Regions from separate parts of the Mus musculus genome. Here all the other regions are linked to region 1. The links are chromatin contacts, called in public ChIA-PET, HiChIP or PLAC-seq and promoter capture Hi-C maps. All regions are on one chromosome and are shown on one strand. Each heading gives the region's core, a stretch centred on a gene start, on an enhancer-like site or on the middle of the called end of the contact. The rest is flanking DNA. Distances are from core to core; before and after follow the strand shown. Region 1 holds the start of Cyp2d22 (cytochrome P450, family 2, subfamily d, polypeptide 22). Region 2 overlaps Gm41366 (a long non-coding RNA gene). Region 3 holds the start of Nfam1 (Nfat activating molecule with ITAM motif 1). Region 4 overlaps Nfam1 (Nfat activating molecule with ITAM motif 1).

The links. Promoter capture Hi-C pulls out the DNA fragments that hold promoters and counts their contacts. ChIA-PET counts read pairs in DNA pulled down with a chosen protein or histone mark. HiChIP or PLAC-seq counts read pairs in DNA pulled down with a chosen protein or histone mark.
Region 2: an RNA polymerase II ChIA-PET map of memory CD8 T cells shows a contact between it and region 1, with 5 read pairs. The contact joins the enhancer-like site here to the promoter of Cyp2d22 in region 1. A contact is called at or near these places in 2 of 39 promoter capture datasets (cranial neural crest and embryonic stem cells), 1 of 484 Hi-C or Micro-C datasets (embryonic stem cells), 4 of 115 datasets of contacts at active chromatin or transcription factors (embryonic stem cells, memory CD8 T cells, neural tube and 1 more) and 1 of 9 other capture datasets (adipose tissue).
Region 3: an H3K27ac HiChIP or PLAC-seq map of microglia shows a contact between it and region 1, with 5 times the contacts expected there. The contact joins the promoter of Nfam1 here to the promoter of Cyp2d22 in region 1. A contact is called at or near these places in 6 of 39 promoter capture datasets (3T3-L1-derived adipocytes, cranial neural crest, embryonic stem cells and 2 more), 5 of 115 datasets of contacts at active chromatin or transcription factors (astrocytes, embryonic stem cells, microglia and 1 more) and 3 of 9 other capture datasets (embryonic stem cells, liver and pancreatic islet).
Region 4: a contact with region 1 is called in a promoter capture Hi-C map of trophoblast stem cells, with 4 times the contacts expected there. The contact joins the enhancer-like site here to the promoter of Cyp2d22 in region 1. A contact is called at or near these places in 3 of 39 promoter capture datasets (embryonic stem cells and trophoblast stem cells) and 1 of 115 datasets of contacts at active chromatin or transcription factors (bone marrow-derived macrophages).

What each region holds. Positions count from the first base shown.
Region 1 is chr15:82,377,879-82,383,094 of GRCm38.p6, forward strand. Cyp2d22 (cytochrome P450, family 2, subfamily d, polypeptide 22) reads right to left here and starts at 2,382. Exons shown (of 10, transcript NM_019823.4): 1 at 2,200-2,382.
Region 2 is chr15:83,072,930-83,078,145 of GRCm38.p6, forward strand. It overlaps Gm41366 (a long non-coding RNA gene), which reads right to left. Exons shown (of 3, transcript XR_875504.1): 3 at 2,747-3,545. Among named protein-coding and RNA genes, the nearest start is that of Gm41366, 6.6 kb to the right of the region's middle. Within about 2 kb of position 3,237, at least 25 of the 459 cell types and tissues checked have an H3K27ac peak or open chromatin away from gene starts, as enhancers often do. A contact at or near this core is called in memory CD8 T cells, where this site is marked.
Region 3 is chr15:83,030,124-83,035,339 of GRCm38.p6, forward strand. Nfam1 (Nfat activating molecule with ITAM motif 1) reads right to left here and starts at 3,274. Exons shown (of 6, transcript NM_001271411.1): 1 at 2,990-3,274. The coding sequence starts at 3,107. Gm32620 (a long non-coding RNA gene) reads left to right here and starts at 3,193. Exons shown (of 3, transcript XR_384275.3): 1 at 3,193-3,381; 2 at 4,136-4,229.
Region 4 is chr15:82,998,047-83,003,262 of GRCm38.p6, forward strand. It overlaps Nfam1 (Nfat activating molecule with ITAM motif 1), which reads right to left. Exons shown (of 6, transcript NM_001271411.1): 5 at 3,369-3,455; 6 at 1-1,749. The coding sequence ends at 1,690. Among named protein-coding and RNA genes, the nearest start is that of AW121686, 19 kb to the left of the region's middle. Within about 2 kb of position 2,860, at least 1 of the 459 cell types and tissues checked has an H3K27ac peak or open chromatin away from gene starts, as enhancers often do. A contact at or near this core is called in trophoblast stem cells, where this site is marked.

The DNA.
Region 1 (5,216 bases), core at 1,132-3,631:
GTCCCCAATCCTACTTTTTGACACTAGAGTGTAGCCTGCTAAGTTATAGGACAGGCAGTGAAGAGACCCACCAGGGTCACAGGCTCATTGAGAACTGAGTGAGTGGCTTCCCGGAGTATGCAACCCTGCAGGAGTAGAGGGGAGCCAGGGGCTCCTTCTACTGGGCCGCACTATATTTCCAATGCTCCCCCACCCCTTTCCTGCAAGAAGAGACTACATCTAGGAGAACTCTGATGGGGCAGTGAAGGGGCAGAAGCCTGTGCGGTGTCTTAGAAATAGGAACACTTCCTTTTTGACAATCTGTTTCTGAGAGCACAAGAAACTTCCCAGCATAATCACTGAACAGGCCCTCTTCTGCCCACTTAGTAGGACCACAGTCTTCCGTTGAGTGCCTCCCCACCCCCTGCCAAGAGTTGTCTTCTCACAGCCTGTCAGGACACAGGCAACAGCACAAAGGGCTCAAGACGCTAACTGCCACATTCCCCCCACCAGTATTTTCTGTGAATAAAAAGACGACCCTGCCCGTTGAACAGCATTTCTGACAGTGGAGAGAAATCTCTTAGGACATGCCTCTTCTCTCCCTGCCAGACAGCTGGATAGGATGAGGGGTCGGTGGTTTGTAGCTGAGTAAAAATGTACTTGGACCCAACTGTCTCAAAGTCGTAACCTCTGATTCATCATCAGCGTGAACTTGCGAACTGTGCCCTAGAGCTTAGAAATCACACACGGAACTGGCAGTCTGAAACCGGGCAAGCTATAGCAGTATAAAAGCCTAACACAGAGCACAGAAGCTGGTGACCCACTTTAGTCACTGTCAACACTTGGAAAACATTCCATTCACTTTCTCTTGAAACATTGTGTTCCATTAAGAATTACTCCAAAACCTTTAGTTCAGCTGCTCTGCTGTTCTCCTTGGGAGCCCCAAGGCAACTCTTTCTAGCTCCTTCAGACAGTCCCTGCAGGAAAAACCTCCGACCCTTCACACCCTCAGAGCTGGGGGGTGGGTGGGCAGTAACACTTTCAAAACTTCAGGGCTAAATACACACGGTAGTTTACTTGTAAGCAGCAGGATTGCATCAAGTTCAAGGCCAGCCTGAGCTACGGTATGGAATCTGGTTTAAACCCACGAAACCAACAGCTGGGAAGGAAAGCAAATCTCTAGAATAGTCTGTTAGTTAACATAGGCAAGAACTGTAGGACACTTGGTGCGAGGAATGCTTGGCTGTTTACAGAGAGAATACTCCAGTGTCTGCTGCTGCCCTGACACCCACAAGAACTGGGTGGGCTGCTGGGTAGGGACAGCCATGATAGAGTACAAGGTATTAACTGTACATTCTAGTTGGTGATAGAAAAAAAAAGGGAATTTCTACACTGAACATACAAGGAATTTCACTCCCTTTTTTTCTATCCTTCCTTCCTTCCTTCCTTCCTTCCTTCCTTCCTTCCTTCCTTCCTGTTTTGAGACAGAGTCTCACTATGTAGCTTTGGCTGTTTTGGAACTCACTATGTAGACATGTAGACCAGACTGTCATAGAAACTCACAGAGATCCTCCTGCTCCTGCTTCCCATGTGCTGGGATTTTGTGCCCAGCTCAGTGTAGATTTTTTTTCCTAATTAAATGGGGGTGGATCCTCTAAGCCAATCACTGACAACAACATCCCAGTTCCAGGGGGTGCAGCAGAGTTTGTGAGGTCCAGGGTCCACTCACCGTCCCCACCCTCTTTTCCCCACCTTCGCTGAGCCCCAAAGGGCAAAAAGAGAGGTCTTCGGAGAGAGGTCTGGTTTGCTTAGGTACCGCCTGTCCCTGATAAGGCTAGAATGCACGCCAAAGGGCAGGTTATGCAAAGGTCCAGGGTCAGGCTCCACTCTGCTTACTATAGGACAGAGATTCTCAGCCCTGCGGCCTGGCTACAGGCGGGTTCCCAGGCTCTGTGTCTTAGGGGATGAGCCCTTCAAAACCTGCCCTCTATCAGACTCTAGGAGGTTCTAGCATCTTAGCCTCAGCTTGGGACAATGGAAAACAGTTTACTCGGAGGCCCTTGGAGGTTCCCCTCTGCCCACTCCAGCCCCGCCCAGGGGGAGGGACTGCTACGCTCCAGTGCCAAGGTAGCCCCAGCGCAGGGGTTGGGGTGGGGGCCCGCCTCGCACCCCTTGTACAGCGAATGGGCAGACCCGCAACCCTGCAACCCTTGCCTTTACCGGTGCGTTCTGAAACTCAGCCGAGGAGAGGCAAGAGGTGTCTGGAGCCTCGCAGGAACAGGAGGAGTAGGAGCTCGAGGAAAAAGGGCAACTCAGGAGGATTCACTCTGAGGTGGAGGGGGAGTTGTGAGGAGCAGCAACTCTGAAGAGGAGGGCACGTTCTGACGGGGAGGAGGAAGAGGAGGAGGCGGGAGAGGAATGGGGTTGGGGGGGGGGGGAGAAGAGGAGGCGGGGGAGGAGGGGAAGGAGGCGGAGCAACTCTGAGGAGGATGATACATTCTGGGGAGGAGGCTTCCACTCTGAGCATGAGGGGGACACTCTGAGGAGGCGGATCCACTCCCGGGAGGTGAGACCGATTTGAGGAGGAGGAGGAGGAGGAGGAGGAGGAGGAGGAGGAGGAGGAGGAGGAGGAGGAGGAGGAGGAGGAGGAGGGGGGGCCTTCCTGGGAGGAGGCACTGCAACGAGGAGGCGGGGCTCTGAGTAGGAGGCTTCAGCCCTGACAGGTCCAAGGTCAAAACCTTGCTATCTCCCCCAGCACCCAGAGAGCCCCCTGGGACTTAGCTTGTGCTCCCAGAGGGATTAGGGACCACAGTGAGCGACAGATGGTTCTTGTGGACACTGAAGACAGAGGGAACTGCAGTGAGAATGTAAAAAGCAGTCATTCATTCACCCTTTACACACACGGGGATCATGCTGAGATTAAGAGTTAATTTTTCATCAGTGACCACAGAGACCGGAAGACCACACACAGGATAACACACGCACATCCTGAAGAACATCATCCACATGTTCTTTGTTAAGAATAAAGAAATGTCCTTCGGGAATTAAGTAGTAAGCAGGTCATTTCCAGATAAATGTAGAAGGTCATTGGTGTCAGTGGACTTAGCATACAGGGCGCAGTAGAGGGAGTTCTCCATGCTGAAACGAAGTGATGCTAGCCAGTTAACTCACAGCCATAGAAGAAATGAGCACAGGGCGCAGTAACAACGCGGTAAAAGTGCTAGCGTGCTTCGGGTTGTAAGGCCTTTCTTTTTGTCTGTATGCCTGAAAACCGATGCATAGAACACCAGTTACAAGTCTGTCTTCATGAGTACAAAACATATAAACATGCTATCTGTGGCAAAGATAGTATAGCGGGGAAGGGTGAGAGACTAGACGAGATGTCCTGTGTCTGTATACTACAGAAGGTAACTTGTTATTCAAATAAGGTTTTTGTAAGTTTAAGGTGTTGTTTTATGCCTGGCAGCTCACTGGTCAGCTATCCTGGGATATGTAATGTGGCAGTAACAGCAAGGGAGACCCTGCCTTAACAAGGAGGGAGATGAGAACGGAATCCCAGATGTTGTCCTTTGACCTCTCTAGATGGCATCTCCCCCAACTCCATGTACACACCCTAACAATAAGTTTTAAAAGATGCTGATTTAATCCCCAAAGTAAATAATGGGAATCAAATAAAATAAAAAAAAATAAAACAAATAAAAAAAAATAATAAAACAGAGATGAAAGGAGGGTCAAAGAGGAACACTAAGATACCACTTACACAAGAAGGGCAAGGGGAGGGGAGGGGAAGAGGAAAGGAATGCAGAAATAAAAAGGAAACAGAAGAGGCGATGTATAGCTGTGACATGAACACTTGGATCAACAGTGACTTGGGGGGGGGGAAGGATTGGTTTCAGCTTACACTTCTAGGTCACAGTCCATCATAGGACAGTCATGGCAGAAGCTGAAGCAGGCACCACAGGGGATTGTAGCGTATTTTTGTAAATGTTGCTTTTTGCTTCCTATTTTTTCCTTTATATTCTTACCAATACTTTGTGAGTTCTTTTATCTGTCTCCTCACAATATGTTCTCTGGCTCTCAGCTCAGCTTCTCCTGGCTCAACTGTCACCAACTGTCTTCTCAGTCTGCTAGCCCAATTCACTTTCAACTGTCTCCTATTTTCACTCTTCAAAAATCTCTTCCCCTCTCTAGCCCTGTTCAGTTTTCTTTCCTCCTGCATCAACTGTCTTCTCTGACTCTACTCTTCTGTTTCCTGGACCTTACTTCTTCCTACTCCCCAATCCTAATACTCTCTCTCCCTCCTACAACTACTCTCTCTAGCTCCTTTCTCTCTGCTCTATTGTACTTGAAATCAAGCCTCCCATTCTGCCTAGCCACAATGGTAGCCACATGTCTTCCATTGTTTCTTTTTCTTTCAAACAGTCTGCCACATTAGGTGCCAAATGTAGCTTTTTGTAAGTGCTTCTTTTTGTTCTTTAATTCTTTTTCTTTTATTTTTAACAGCTACTTTGTATGCTAGAAGATCATTCTAAAATACCATCTTCCCTTTGCATAATGAGCCTACTAGGAGGATGAGTAGAAGCCAAATAACTAAAATATAGTCCAGTTTGGGATCTATGCAATCCAAATATGCATATTGGAGTCTCTTTTCTATTAAAGTTAACCCTTTCTCTTGTTTTGTTAGTGTTCATGGACTGTCTAAGTCTGAATTTCCTTGTAATGTTTGAGACAAATTACTTATGAGTAGTTAATCCAATGGTGGACTGTATCCAATTAACGTCTCCCATTGATTTTTGAAAATCATTGAGCTTGCAGCTGATCTCTTCTTATCTGTACCTTTTGTGGCTGACTTTTTGTTGACTTATTTCGTAACCTAGATAATGGATAGAATCTCCTCTCTGTATTTTTACAGAAGCAATCTGCAGATTCCAACAAGATAAAATTCTTTTTGCTTCACCAAACATTTCCTCTAAGGTATCTGTGTCCAAGTCAGCCAATAAAACATCATCCATGTAGTGGTAAAGAACAGATTGAGGAAATTGACTATGAATCATTTCTAGCTGTTGTTGCACAAAATATTGACACAAAGTTGGACTATTTAACAGTCCTTGTGGAAGAACTTTCCACTGATACCTTTTTGTAGGTTGTGCAGATAGGCACTGTGAAGAAAAAAATTTCCATCATCCTGCTCTTGCAAGGAGATAGTAAAAAAGCAGTCTTAAATCAATTATTATCAT
Region 2 (5,216 bases), core at 1,987-4,486, 700 kb after region 1:
AGCATTGAAAATGTAAATGAGGAAAATACCTAATAAAAAAATCATGTCAAGAACTGTTACGGAGGGCTGGTGAGATGGCTCAGTGGGTAAGAGCACCGGACTGCTCTTCCGAAGGTCAGGAGTTCAAATCCCAGCAACCACATGGTGGCTCACAACCATCCTTAACGAGATCTGACTCCTTCTTCTGGAGTGTCTGAAGACAGCTACAGTGTACTTACATATAATAAATAAATAAATCTTTAAAAAAAAAAAAAGAACTGTTACAGAAAAGAAAATAGGAAGACAGAGAAAATCAGAACACAGGGGGCTGGAGAGATGGCTCAGCGGGTAAGAGCGCTGGCTGTTCTTCCAGAGGTCCTGAGTTCAAATCCCAGCATGCAAGTGTGCATGCAGCTAGAGCACCCATATACATAAAATAATAAATAAATAAATAGTATTTTTAAAAAGAAAAAGACACACAGGATAGTCAGAGTTAGAGGAAACAGAAACAGGAGTCTATTGCTTGTTTAGATTCTCTCACAATTTGAAGGTAAAATGTCCCCTGTGGGCTCCTGTACTGAGCACTTGGCCCCCAACTGTTGGGACATTAGGAGGTGAGGTCTTGTGGAGGAAGCAGCTGGAGTTAGCTTCCTTTCTTTCTTTCTGTCAGCAGTGAGATGAATAGCCTTCTCAACCTGCCCTGGCTGACATGATGTTCTGCCTCTCTGTGAGCCAAGAACCATGGCCTGGGCCACGGGAGCTAAAATCCACAGCTCTTCCCTTTCAGTGTCTTGCTGAGCCAGCAGATCGGCCAGCAGGAAAAGGCTTCTCCTGCAAACTGGATGTCCTGAGTTCAATCCCTGGGACTCACATGGTAGAAGGACAGAACTGACTGACTATCACAAGGTGTTCTCTGACCCCCATGAGATGGCACAAATACATGCATGGGGGCATACACACACATATACACATAAACGCAGGCATGCCTGCACATACAAACACACAGGTACATTCACATACATACACACATACAGCAAGTACACACATGCACACATAATGCACACACTTGCACATGCAAACATACACCTGAGCACACATGCACATACATGCACACATATATACACACATGCACCATTTTTTAGAATGCTGATTATATTGAGTATTTTATCTCAGTGGTGGGAGGTATGACTAACATTCTATAAGAGCAAATACCAAGTCATTGGGTACTCTGATACTGGAGAGGGCTCTAAGCGCAGAGGGAAGAGGGTGTGAGGGAGACTACGGGAGTCTTAGACTCATCTGTGAAAAGACACAGAAGGAAAGAGGAAGAAAAAGAGATCGCAGACTCCAGCAAGGCTCTAAGAAGACTATGCCCAGGCCAAGCAACAACTGCCAGTGTACAGGAGTTGGGTGCCAGTCAGAAATGGCCTGACTCCAGGACTCCCTGGTGGAGTCACTGGCTGGGAGCCACCAGGGCAGGAGGAACAGGAATGTGGTTTTGACCTGAATGCCAAAGTGGCCTAAGGTACAACAGTCGGAGGGTGCCAGCCAACGGTGCCTCCCTCAGCAGGAGCCTTTGAAGACAAGCCTGAGTGACATGATGCCTGTGACTGTCACACAGAGGACACACTAACCACCCAGTACATGGTTATGAAGCAGCAGTTCAAAGCAGAGACAGTGGGATCAGTGGACAGCAACAGGCTGTGTCAGGAGTGGGAGGGCACACCTTTCCAAGTGCTCAAGAAGACTCAAACAATTGTGTATACAGCAGGTCACTGAACACAGCAAATGATACTTGGCCACAGGGCTGTGCTATTAGACATAGATCACAAAACTGTTTTAAACCCATGTTTTGACATTGCAGTTCATGAAGGAGCTACTATATGAGTTTAGGATGAACCAGTGTGGCAGCATAGGTCTGTATCCCCAGAACTAGGGGAGGTGGAGCCAGGAGGATCAGAGCTGGGCTGGCAGGGGGCTCAGCAAGTAAATACACCGGCCATACAAGTGTGTAAACCTGAGTGCCGTGCCCAGACACGTGTAAACACAGGTACACAGTGTGCCTGTGATCTTAGTGCTCCTATGGTGAGATGAAAGGCAGGAGAATCCCTGGAACTGGTGGGTCAGCTAAGCCTGGACCTTACCACAAACATCCCTGTCCCAAAAGGATGACGGTAAAAACTGTTACCCAAGGCTATCCCCTGACTTCCACATGTGTGTTGTGGCGCACACAACCACATACACACAAATGTATGCATATACATACAGACATCACACACGCACACACACACACACACACACACACACACACACATGCAAAAGAGTTCAAAGACAGCCATGGCTACATTGTCAATTTTAGGATAGCTGGTGCTACATAAGAGCCTGTCTTTTAAAAAAGTGTTTTTAAAGGTAAGGGAAACCTCAGAAGAAAACAAGAAACTTAAGAATGCCTTTAATTGGGGCTGGAGAGATGGCTCAATGGTTAAGAGCACTGATTGCTCTACCGAAGGTCCTGAGTTCAAATCCTAGCAACCACATGGTGGCTCACAACCATCTGTAATGAGATCTGATGCCCTCTTCTGGGGTGTCTGAAGACGCCTATAGTGTACTAACATATAATAAATAAATAAATATTTCTAAAAAAGAATGCCTTTAATCCCAACATGGGTGTGTATGTGGAGTGGGACAGAGGGATGTCTGAGTTTGAGGCCAGTCTGGTCTAGTCTACAGAATGAGTTCCAGAACAGCTAGGGCTACACAGAGAAACCTTGTCTCAAAACAAAACAAAACACAAAAAACAAAAAAGAAAGAAAGAAAAGGGAAGGGAAACAAGAAACTACTCAGAACTAAGACAGTGAGGTCATCAGGAGATGAACCTAGAAGGACATTCATTCTAAAGCAAGGCTCCGGGGAGGCGTAACCTTCAGTGCCCACCACAGAACAGAAAACCCAAGGCTGATAACTGGTAGCTGATAACAAAATAGGAAGGAGGGAAATCACAGAGGAAACAGATCTGTCAAGGATAAAACCAAGAGCGAATCAGTGGAGCCACAGCTGGATCCTCGAAGAGACGGGTATTGACAAGTCTCTGGCAAGAGCACCCTATAACGTGTGAGAAATGAACAAAGAAAAACCGCATAACGCAGCTAGAGCCGATTCAAAACCAACAATCGCTCACGTTTCTGAGCTGGCATCACGCCGCGTTCGATTGCGCAATGTGTGTTTACAGGTGAGATTGACTCCCACGTCCTCTGTGCCCCTCCGCCTGTGCCGCAGGACTTCCTGCCAGTCCCTCTGCCCGTTAGACATTCTCTTCCACGCCTGTGGTCAGGCTGTTTCCTGAGCTGGAAATGGCCTCCCTCTCCTATGCAAACAGTAAGATCCACAGCAGCCTCCTCAGGCTCTTCCTAACAACAACGTGCCTCCATCCGTCCTGCCTTCCCCATCACTAGGAGGACCAAGGATAGCGACATGCTCACTTGAAGAAGTCCACAAGTGGGTGGGGCTGGGGATGCGGCTCAGCTGGTAAAGTGCTTGCCGGCAAACACGATGAACTCTTCAGATCCCTAGAACACATTAAACACACACACACACACATAAATAAAGGCTAGGTGTGTACATTCAGAGAGTTTTCTCTGCTCCCATCAAACACATTTGCTTCTGCCCTCTTCCTGGCAGAGCATCTCCTGGTGATGTCTGCAGCCCCCTAAGTTTGAGCACATTATGTCTTGACTAAGGAATTGGTCAATTGACGGCTAAGGAGCCTCAAGACCCACCTGTGCCAGGCAAACCTCTGAGCCCTTGGCTGGTTTAAGCCTCACAGCCAATGACAGTGTGCACAGCCGTTTACAGCCGACAAGACAGAGGCCCAGGATGGACTGGGTGGGTGGAGTCGGGCCTTAAAGCTACACTGGGAAAGGCCATTCTATTCTGTTCCTTTAAAGTCAGATCCTGCAATGCCTGAAAGTTGCTATGGAGACCAAGCCAGTCTCTAACTTTCAGCAGCCCTTCTGCCTCTACCTCTGCCTCTCAAGTGCTGGTATTCCAGGGACATGTGCCATCACACTTGGCAAAATAGTTTTTCTTTTATTCTGAGACAGGGTTTCTCTGTGTAGCCCTGGCTGTCTAGGAACTTACTCTGTAGACCAGGCTAGCCTCAAACTCAGAGATTTGCCTGCCTCTGCTCCTGAGTGCCAGCATCCCTGCAGAGGCCATGGAAGGTGTGGATCTGCTGCAACTGGAGTTACAACCAGTTGTTGGTGGCCATGGCTGGGAACAGAACACCTATCTTCGAAAAGGGTAGCCAGTGCTCTTGACTGCTGAGCCATCTCTCCAGCCCCACAAAACTAAATCTTAAAAAAAAGAATGGCACATAGCCCCAGGCATGGTGGCTTTCGCCTGTGATCTGAGACAGGAATTTCATGAACAGCCTGGGCTACATAGTGATTTCCAGGCCAGCTTGGGCTATAATGTCAGACCTTCTGCGTAAACAACAATGACAACTTAAGAGAATGTCTCACAGACCAAGCAGACCAGCTGGCATGGCTAGATGGTCTAAGCGGGCTGTCGTTACATTTGCAAGTCTGCATCCACTGCCCACCCACCCCAGCTCTAGTAGTCTGTGACAACGAAGTAAGGACATGTCCTCAGGTGACCCTCACAGCCACAGTCCCTATAGAGTATTCCCAAGGTGAAATGGAAACTTAAGGATTCTTCAGAAAGTCAGTTGTGTTGGATGGTGTCTTGCTGGGGCAAACACTTGAAGGAACTTGAACACTTGAACACTTGAAGCAGACACAGGAGAAAGGATGTTCTGTTAAAGCAAGCACGTGAAATGACATGTGATGAGGATTCGTCCCTAAAGACAGGCATGTATTGGTCCGCCCTATATTGCATAGTTGTCCATTTGTCAGGACTCCTTAGAGGGAAACACCACATACACACAAACTTCTGATGGTGTGCTGAAGTTTTCTTGCTGCTCCAGAGGACTCGGGCTGATTGGCAGAGTGATGTCAGCTGAGTCAGACGCACATGGAAAGACCCATGGAGGACATGTGATGTTTGGAGGGAGGACGCAACAAACTGAGAAGAGCTTGGCTTGCTAGTAGAGCTAGCTATCTAGCTGTTCAACACTTGTTGGTCTTGCTTCTTGGCTGAGAGAACTTCTCCTGATGTCCCCCCTGGTCCCTCCTGCTGATTCCTGCCTTTTTGGCTGAGACCTGGCTGTTCTGCTAGGT
Region 3 (5,216 bases), core at 2,024-4,523, 650 kb after region 1:
CCCCCCCCCCAGCACTCCCTGAGCCTGCCACTGCCTCTCTGCCTCTCTGCAGGCCTCTGCCTCCCAAGCTCTTTATTGGGATTAAACGAAGATGAAAGGCAGAGCCCAGTGGTGACAGAGGCTGGAGGGGCAGGAAGAGAGGCAGGAAGCCTTGGCTTGCAGAAGGCAGAGCAACTATTCATGTTTGGGAACAAAGAGAGTGGTGACATCTGAGGCCAGAGAGCACAGGCAGATGCTCGAATGAGCTCCATCTGGGTCCTGTTCCCTGGGACAAGTCTCATGATTTCTACCCAGCTGAGACTGTGGGCCTGGGGCTTGTACACCTCTGTTCCCTGAAGGGTCTAGAGACCTGTGGCCTGGGAGGCTCTGCAGGCCACTTCCTCTTCCGTTGGTATTTGAGAGCGAAATCAGTAAAGCTCAGAGCTTGAAAACAGTCGAAAGAGAAAAGAGACTGACATTAGTCAAAGACACTGAGGCCCAGAGAGGGTAAGCGGGTTACCCCAGTCAAAAGAGGTGACAGTCCCAGCATCTGAAACATTCAGGCAGGAGGATGGGTGGAGAGTTTGAGGCCAGCCAGGGCTATACAGTAACTTCTGGCCAGCCTGACTTATACAACCAAACTCAAACTACACATTCAATTCTTGTCTTAAAGAAAGCAATCGAGAAACAGAGAGAGAGAGAGAGAGAGACAGACAGACAGACAGACAGACAGACAGAGACAGAGACAGAGACAGAGACAGAGACAGACAGAGATGGAGATGGAGTCAGACAGACAGACACAGAGAGATCACACATATGGGAGAGCTCTTAAAGCCTAAAACAGGGGTACGGGGCGGAGCAGAAGCTGTGATAGACAAGGGGCAGGAGCAAGAGAGGAGGCTGTGTGTTCCTGTAATGGGCTCCAGAAGGCAGGGAGCAGGCTTCCCCCTCCCATGCAAGAGCAGGAAGAACTTCTCAGTAGTGGACCGTTTGTTGCAATACATGGCCAAAAAAAAAAAAAAAAAAAAAAAAAAAAAAAATCTGTTTTTGTTTGTAGCTCATCCTCTTTCAAAATAGCTTCCCCGAAGCTGCAGTAGCTTGGCCAGAAAAGCCTCCTCTAATTCAGTGCCTTGGCCTTAGGAGGGAAGAACCACACAGAGAAAAGACAGGACTTCAGGGACATTGAGTTCAAATGACTACGTGGGAATTCTTTTTATTTTTCCAGGGATGATGGTTGTTGAGGCACAATCTCACTCTGTGGCCCTCGCCAATCTGGAACTAATAGCAATCCTCCTGCCTCAGCCTTCTGAGTCCTGGGATTACAGGCACCAGCCACAACATCTCACATAAGTGGAAGTTCAACCACTGTCAACAGCAGGTCCATTCTACCTTTTCGCTGTCTTTTCATGGTCTGGAGTGGGTGGGCAATGTAGGTTGAGCAAGAGTAAAGAAGACAGGCCACAGGGTTGGTACCCAAACTGCTCTAGAGGCTACGTGTTGGCTCCTGCCTCCTCAGAGTAAAGTTTCCTGGGGAGAATCTTCCTTGCAAAGAAAAGTGATCTGGTCGATCAGCGGAGCCCAGTGGGCAGGGGAGGCTGAGGCTGAGGCTGACCCTGGCCTGCAGCCTGACTTCTGAATTTTCTGCTGTCTGACTCCACACATGTTGATAGACATCCCTGGGTTTGTCTCCCTGTCAGTGAGATGATGCTGAGGACATTAAAGGCTCACTACACGCTAATTCCTGATGGTCAGATATAAATGAAAAAGGGGACATGACATAATCCAGGGACAAAGAACCCCCAGTCACCTCATCAAAGTCAAAGTGGCACCGAGGAGAGGCGTTGGTGGACAAAGTGCTCACAGCATAAGTGTAAGGACCAGAGTTCGAAACCCTGGAATTCGAATAAAGCAGAGTAGCACGTGTCTCTGATCTTATTGTTCCTGCCACAAGACAGGAAGCAGAGACAGAATCCTTGGAAGCTTGCAGGCCAGCCAGCCTGGCATTCACAGCAGTGACAGACAGACAGACCAGACAGACGGATGGGCGGGTGGGTGGGCAGGCAGACAAACAGACAGGCAGGCAGGCTATTTCAAACAGGTAGAAGGCAAGGATGTTCACCCGAGGCTGGCCTCTGACCTTCGTAAACTCACCTCGGCACACACAGGCACACGCACACACACACATGATTTATAAAATAAATAAGTAAAGTCAAACAGAGAACAGTTAGTACTCAGCCTCCACAGTGGAGTGTCCCTGGGTCAGCAATGGACCAGCTGCTAGCCAGGCCAAGGCAAGAACACATAGTGCCTGACAGACATTACCCAGCACCACCAGGGAACACACCTGAGAGGGACACCCTTGGAGGTGCGCTGGCCTAGATAAATTGGCCTCTACCCCACAGCTTGCTTTGAATCCAGACCTCCCAGCTTCCAAGGGAGCCTGGAACTAGGATAGGACAGCAGTGTTGGCCCTGGGGAGATTCGCTGGTCATAAAATCCTTGGCCTCTGACTGCATTTTAGAAAGTGCTAAGTGTGACCCTTTCTAGTGTGGCCCCAGGATGCCGTGCTCTGACTGCCTTTCTCTGTATTCACCAACCACCACCAGCAGCACCCAGGGCAGCTCCACCACCTGGCAGATTCAACAGAACTCCTCTACCACAGTAGCCTTGTAAGAGCTGTCTTTTCCATGGACTCCACACCTGACCTCAAAAACACAGCACCCACCTTCCTTATTTAAGGACCAGGAGGCCTAAGCTATGCTGTCAGGAAAGCTGTTAACACTGGGGTGAAGACACAGCACCGTCCCCCCACAACCCCTTCAAATGCCACCTTGACGAGGCATTAGCTAAATATCTTCTCAGTCCCCGAAGGCTTCCCACATGAAGTCTACAATGTTCAAACGCAACCAGCAAATCCCCAGAGACAGGTCCCGGGAATTAGCTGTTCCCGCTGGATGAAAGTCACTCTGATGTATGCGAACAAGAGGACGTGAGAAGGAGACAGACTTGCCTGTTAGCTGCAGGGTCTGGGGCACCGGCAGCAAACAGAGGAAGCACCAGGCTGGGAGCCAGCTGGGTGGGTGCAGGCATCGCACTCGGGCCCCACGTCGCAGAAGCCAGCTCTCCATGGAATACCGTGCGCCAAGCTGGACACTTATCAAAGCCTGTTCCTCCTTCCGCTTCAGGTCACTGCAGACTAAGGCCCCTGCTGGCAGCTAGAGTTCCCTTTTGTGTCCCCATAAGTTCCTCCTCTGGACACCCTTCTGCTTCCTCAAGGCGGTTCCTCTCAGAAACCCTGACCTCCCTCTGAAATAGCGGAAGCAACCTTGGTGAGGGGTTCCAACAGATAAACAGCCTGGGGCTCCAACTCATCCAAGCCACACAGTGGGAAAAGAGCATGCGGTAGGAACCTTGGCTTTCCCGGGCTTCTGGGGCCTCCTTAGTCCCTCGCAGCAGAGGACCCTGTCCTGGAAGCTGGGTGGCCATGCTCCTTAGGTCTGAAACCCTAAAAATGACCATAATCCCACCTGCTCAGACATCCCTGCAAGGTCCCTGCCATCCCTTGAGAAGGTGTCCTGAAGGGGGGGTGGGGTGGGAGTGGGGGGAGCCTAGGGTGGGGGAAGAATAAGCAGAGGAGTGGCAGACTGGGAGGCTGAAGGGCCTTAAGCCACTTGTCCCAGCCTCCGGAGGGAATTTAACACATCCTGGAGTGAGAGACAGTAGCTGGTTCTTCGGAGGAACTCCTCTTGATCCACCTGAACTGATACGCCTCCTCCTCCTCCTCCTCCTCCTCCCACTCCTCCTCCTCCTCCTCCTCCTCCTCCCACTCCTCCTCCTAGGGTGGGGGGGGGGCTCCCTAACCCGACTTCACCCCATCCCCACCCAAGAGGAGACACAGGCCCCTGACTGCCTCCTTCCTTATCAGCTCTGCTCTCGAAGCCCCCATGGCGCTAGAGGTCTCAGTACTGGGACAGTGATGGCTTCCTATGAGGGGGGGAGGGGCCATCCTCTGCAGACTCTAGGGAGAACTCCTAAGGTCCTGGAGCCCCGTGTCTGTTTTGTGACCTGAAAGGTAGGGGCTGAGAGGACAAGGGGAGAAAAGCAGCAGGAAAGAAGTTGAGGGCCAGACCTGCTGAGTCTCGACTTTTCTCATTAGAGCCGTGAACCCAAGAGAGCCCTGAGTAGCCCCACCACACCAGTGAGAGACTTCAGCATGAAGAGGTGAAGCAGCTAGCTCATGATCCCGGCAGGTCTGTGGGGCATAAATGAGAAGGACAGATAGATTTTTACCTGGATTTTCTTTGCCACTTGTGCCAGTGTGGTGGAGGCTGGGCACGTGGCTGATGTTCCCCCCCTCCCCCACCCTTTCATATCACCATGGGGGCTTCTGTCAGTACCTTGCCTAAATCCCTTCCCCTTGGCCTCTGCACAGTTAACAGTGAAAGCTGCAGGGTGTTTGGGAGCAAGAACCCTGAGACTGGTGTGCAGAGGCAAGCAGCCATAGGCCACCCACCCGCAGAGGAAGATGTGTATGAACAGGAGAAGAGGCAGCGCGAAGGGGCGGGCTGGGACCCAGGCGGTATTGGCTGTTGATCCATCAAGGTGATACATGATCACAAGTGTCACAGCGAAGCATGGATAATCTGCTTCACGCCGCTCCCCAGCTCCTGCGGGGAGCAGATTGTCTAAGCACTCCGGTGCCATGGTGATAGACGTCATGTTAATGCCTCGGTGCACAGAGGGAGCATTTTAAAGGCATCGGGCTGCGCCTCCGTGAGTCTCCTCATGACTTGGCACCAGGAGATGCCTGAGTGCCAGGCTGCCTGAAACACAGATCCTGGCTTCCCCAACACTGGTGCTGTCCCCATGCCTGCCCAGGTGCCAGCTAGCTGCTCCTCCCTGCCTGTGCTTGGTACTGCTGTGCATCCCGTGCAGATAAACGTCAGTCCCTGACAGCATACCTGCACCTAAGCTGCAGGCAGCGGGGCCTTACGGGACCCTGCTGAACACCTAGCAAGCCACTCACTGTCCTACCCCCTGCACAGGTCTTCAACTCTACAAGACTTCATGCTGGTGCAGGAAGTTGCTCAGAGGCCAAGCACTGCCTGGGCTCTGGGTGGGGCTGATGAGAACACAGCAAAGGAGGGGAGGGGGCTGAGGGGCTGCATCACCGTGGGGATCCTGAGCTACTGGGAAGAGGCAGGGACAGACCTGAGAAGCAGAGCCCCTCTGACCCA
Region 4 (5,216 bases), core at 1,610-4,109, 620 kb after region 1:
TGCTGGTTAAGGCTTTCACCCCAGTGCGCACTAAGCGCTAAGCTTCATCTCAGACCGCTGGAGCCAGGAGCCTGGAGGCAGCTCTGTGCCAAACAGTTCCCCGTCCTCACAGCCCTGGAATTCATCAAGCCAGCCTCCAGGAGCTCGGCCTTCATTCATCCTGGCAGCCTCTGAGGAGCTCTGATTGTTGGATGTTCGAGAGGAGAGCCTGGAACTAGGTTTGTAGGTGACAAGCCACCCACTGGGCCCAGAAAAGCCTGGCGCCACTGTCCAAGGACACAGGAGCTTCTGAACTTCATGTCCTGAAGCATCTGTGCCTTCCTCTGCACCCCTCTGCTGCTCAACACTGCTTGGGCCAGGCTAGGTGTGTCTGCTCGTGGACACCTCCGTATTCCTTGCGTGCATGCGGATTTTGGTATGAGAACATCTCAGGAACTTTGGAAGCAGCCTGGGATGGGGAGGTAGATCGGCCTATCTTCCACAGCTAAATTGGAAGCTCTGGGAAAGCTGAAGGAAAGGCAGGCTAAGAGGAGGGGGAGTAGGGTAGGAGAGGAGCCCTTCAGTCCCTGTCTTCCAAGGAGACAGCTTCCTTATAGGGGTGTCTGGAGAGTGAATGAGGGGTCCCCTGAATGAGTTCCTGGAAGGCCAGAAAGGCTGAGAGGCATTGGGAAGCTTTGGTCCACCCTGGCTCAAGTTTCTCCAGCACAGAGACTCGCCCACTTACCCAGGGGTGGCCCAGCAGCAAGCCACACAGCTGAACCACTGAGGAAAGACAGCTAGGCTGCTCTCTGTCTTCAGGGGAGGCGAGATGGGCCAAAAGCAAATTAATAAAGACAGAGGAAAAGAACATGAAGCTGCAGGTGGTGGGGTCAGAGTAGGCCACAAAGAGGAACTGGGGGAACTGGGTCTAAGAGTAGAATAAGGAACAGAGAGGCCTGTAGAGCTTAGGGTGAGGCACGGTGAGGTGTGTGCCCACACATGCTGATGTTGGAAACTAGCTCAGGGTTCTCGTTGGGGGAGGGGCGCTCCGAGATTCTCCTCTCTCACCAGCATGTATGGAACCTCCCTGCTCCTGGTCCTGGTTCATCTCTGCTTGCCATATCCGCAGCCTCCATATCTGGCCCTGGGCCAGTCAGCTTTGGTGCAGTTCTTTGATGCCCATTCTTCATCTCTCCTTAGCCAGTCCACTCAGCATGTGCCCACCCTGTACAAGCTTCTGGGCTAGCCGAGGAGCTGGAGTGACTCAGTGGCCAGGCAGAGCCCTAACAGGGGTCCTGCTATGTCCTCACAGGACCACGTCTGCCTGGGGACCAAATTGGGAGGCCGATGCCACGACAGCCACATACACAGCTCTGCAGGGGTGGCAGTAAGGGGTGAAGAGGAAAGAGATGCGATCCACAAGAGCCCCGTGGGACTGAGGACCACTTTGTCCATGGAGAAATGGCCAGGGGAGGAATGGCTTTCCTGATGGAAGAAACAGCCTGGGCAAAATCCCAGAGACATTAACAGTTCAGGCTGGGATGCAGAATGTGAGAGCAGACCAGGCCAAGATGGGGAAAGCCCTGCTGTGCAGGTAAGGTGATGATGGCCTGTCCTGAAGGCCCTACTCCTGACCCAAAGCAGGTCCTTAGACAAGAGCTGTGGCTCTGGGGTCCTAATTCAAGACAAGTCTCGGAGCCTGTAGAATTTCTAGAGATTTTCATAGACAAGGTTAAATTCGTTGTCATCCTCAAATCTATTCAGCTTCTCCTAGGAGAGGAAGAGAGGGAGAGAGGGAGGGGAAAAGAGAGGAAAATATTAGTCAGGAAAAGAACAAATGTGAACCAATGTTTGTTGAGTTGAACTCACTGTGTAGCCCAGGCTGGCCTTGAACTTATCCCATCTTTCTGTCTCCACCTCCTGAGTGCTGTGGGGGTGGAGTGGGGAGGGGTTATAGGCGCGAGCCACCATGCCTGGCTTTGAATTTGTAGTGATTTAGTTTTGGTCGAGGGGGCAGGCAGAGAACTTCCCAAGAGTCACTTCCACAAGAAACATGGCCTTTGTCCCCAAACCCACCTCGTCTCCTGACATGCCTCTCCATACCTACCCTCCACCCTCCAGTTACACCAGGCTATCCCTAGTCAGCTCCCCTAGCCTCTCCCTCATGATTTTCCTTTGGTCCGGAATGTGAGCTCTTCCATGCAGCCACGCAGCACCTAGCTACTGGAATTCATCTTACAAGGTATACTTCAAGATCTCAAGAGGACCAGGGGTAGTATAGGGGGCAGAGGAGGACACTGGGAAGAGAGGAGGGATGGGAAACTACAGCCAGACATATTAATTAATTAATTGATTAATTGATTAATTAATTAATTGGACCAGAGAGCCCTCCTTTCTCCTCCCCCTAACCTGACCTTTCCACAGGACCAGTCCCTCTGGCCTACCAATATCTCTGCATGCCCTCTGAGTCAGTAGTTTATTCCCACAGAGTAAGCTCCCAGAAGGCAGGGTACCTCACCTTCCTGTCTAGCACCCCAGAACCTAATCCTGTATAGACAGCGACTGAGATGGAACCCAAATCTTCAGTGGTCCAGGGTGGGAGTGCTTCCGGTTAGGGACTAGTTCAGGGTTTCTAGACCTAGAGAGTCAACAACAAACACTTCCAGCCTGGGCTGAGAATGGCAGAGCACCAGATTTTGTACTCCATGAAGCTTCTCCAGCATGCTCACAGACAGACCACCCACCTTGCAGGCCTCCCACACCAGCTGGACCACACCGCTGCCCTGTAGAGTTCAAAGCTCCAGTGCTCATGTTACTCCTGGATTCTGGAAAACGCTGGTAGCGCAGGTCAATATGACTCACCCACTTTACAGATGAGCAAACTGAGGTTTAAGAAGGAAGTGTGACTAAGGAATGAGCCCAGGGCCCTGTTATAATGGCCGTCTTGAGCAGGCCAGCAAGAGCTGGCACTAGCGCACATATGAAAGGAAGCCTTATGCTCTCACCTGATTGACCAGTGTAGTCAACTGGCACAGTGCTCACCAGCATTAAGTATAATCGCCACCACACTGTGTGAGTGCACACTTGGTCCTAGGTAGCCCTCTCAGCACAGTGATCTGTCCTCACAGCAAGCCTGGGAGGTGAGGGTTACTCTGGCCAGGACACTCAAGCACAGAATGATAAATATCTCCTCCCAGGCTGCATGCAGGCAGCATCAAGCAAATTCAAAGCTCCCAGTCCACTAGGCCACTAGGGCAGCTTCTGGGGAGGGGGCCATTCAACTTCAGGTGGTCCAATTCTCTGGTCTATTAAATTCACATAGCATATCCATGGGTCAGAAGGTAAGACAGAAGGAACCAGGCTCCAGGGTCCCCAGCCCCAGGGCATACCTTGGTGGCTGGGCTTTGGCTGAAGACAGGGCTTCCAGTCTCTTCCTTCATACAGGCGTAGACCTCCGTCTCTCGACGCTGTAGGGACTGCAGGAAATAGGGTACCGGGGTCAGTGGCAGGTACAGAGAAAGGCCGTCCCCAGGTTCCTGGAGCAATCCTTCCTGCCTGTTGTTAACCTGATGTGCTGTGGAAGCCCAGGGGAGGACAATGCCCCCCCCCCCCCACACACACACACTGTCCCCATGTTGTGAGCAGTCACACCGTTAAAACTGTCAGTCATAAGCCACCTAAGTCCCTGTCCTAATTGTACGATGAGCTGCTTCTGTCTGTACCTCACAACTTCTCCTCAAGCACCACCATCAACCCTGGACTCTGTCCAGACTTGCACCTGGCTGGTGAAAGGACACGCCTTTTTTGTCGACCATCTCTGCTGGTCCTTAGGTCCCTGAGGCCCTAGCAGCGGGGATTCCTCTGCATAACACTCAGGCCCCCCTGCTAACTTCAGCCCTCACTCACTCCCTGGTTCAGACTCTGCCGGTGAGATAGCCATCCACCTTCCAAGTCTCCTCTTCCTCATCACCCATCCTGGGCTCACAGACATCCGAGACACCCAAGAGAGGCTCTCATTCCTCACCCATCAATCCTATGCCTCGCTGGAGGAATCCAGAGTCCAACTCCAGAGCCCAGTACATGCTTCTCTCTCCCAGTCATTTCCCTTCATCCCTTCAGCCATCCTCTCTGGCTAGCTAAGCTCCACTCAGTCTCTAATGGAAATGCATGCTTCCACTCTCCCCTCTGACCACCTGCAAATCCATGACCAGAGAGAGAACTTCCCCTGGGGCTCTCTGTAGTAGCCCACTCCCCAATGCACATCCATAACCTTCAGTCTTGGGACCCTCCTGGGGATAGGGACCATGCCTGGTTTGTCTCCTAACTCTATAGCTGGACTTGGCACACCAAGAATACCGCCAAATGAGAGTTGGCAAGGGAACACCTTACTAGGTGTTGTGGGCCAGTTCACTTTAGAGTCTTTAGAGACCAAACCACAGATTCCAAGATGGTGAGAAGAACCAGGCTTTGAAGACAGACAAGACCGGGTTCGGTTTTTGGCTCTGATATCTGCAACCACAGGAAGCTTCTTTGTTTCTCTGTGCCTCGGTTTCCCCATCCACAAAACGGAAACTATCACATCTGTCCTGCAGACCCAACACATGAATAAACATGAGCTTGCACATAAGGAGCCTTGCACAAAGTTAGGCAAATAGTAGTTGCTTAATATACAGTTGCTTGATGGTCACTAGGGAAGGCACAACGTTCCCCTTCTCTGTGACCCCAGCTGGGGTATATCTGGGCTCTAGAACAGAGCTTGCAACGGCCCAAGCAAGAGGCAGAAGCATTCCCTTCCCTGGTGTACTTGTCAGATGGATGCCGGCTTGTTGCCAAGGAGGCGGTTTCCCTGGCAACAGTCAAGCAGGGGTTGGTGAGGCAGGCTGGAGAGACAGGTGGTGCTCAGAGGCAGGAGGAGGGTGGAGACGTGGGAGGGGAGAAGGGAAGAAAGCACCCAGAGGTAGCCACACATGAAAACCCCTGTAATAAACCATTTGGCACTTGGGAGACCCTAACTTCAAGGGCATCAGACATGGGTGGTATAGATGTCCTGAGGACTGTTCACAGCATCTCTGAGCCAGATACAGGGTGGAGTCTGCGAGAGGATTTTCCAATCTGCCTCATTTCCAAGGCCTGGTCTGACAAGTGTGGGTCTCTGCCTGTCCAGAGCCCTGGCCTCCTCTCAGCACACAGGACGGGACATGTTGTCCAGTCACACTGTGACCTTTTAAACCCTCCTC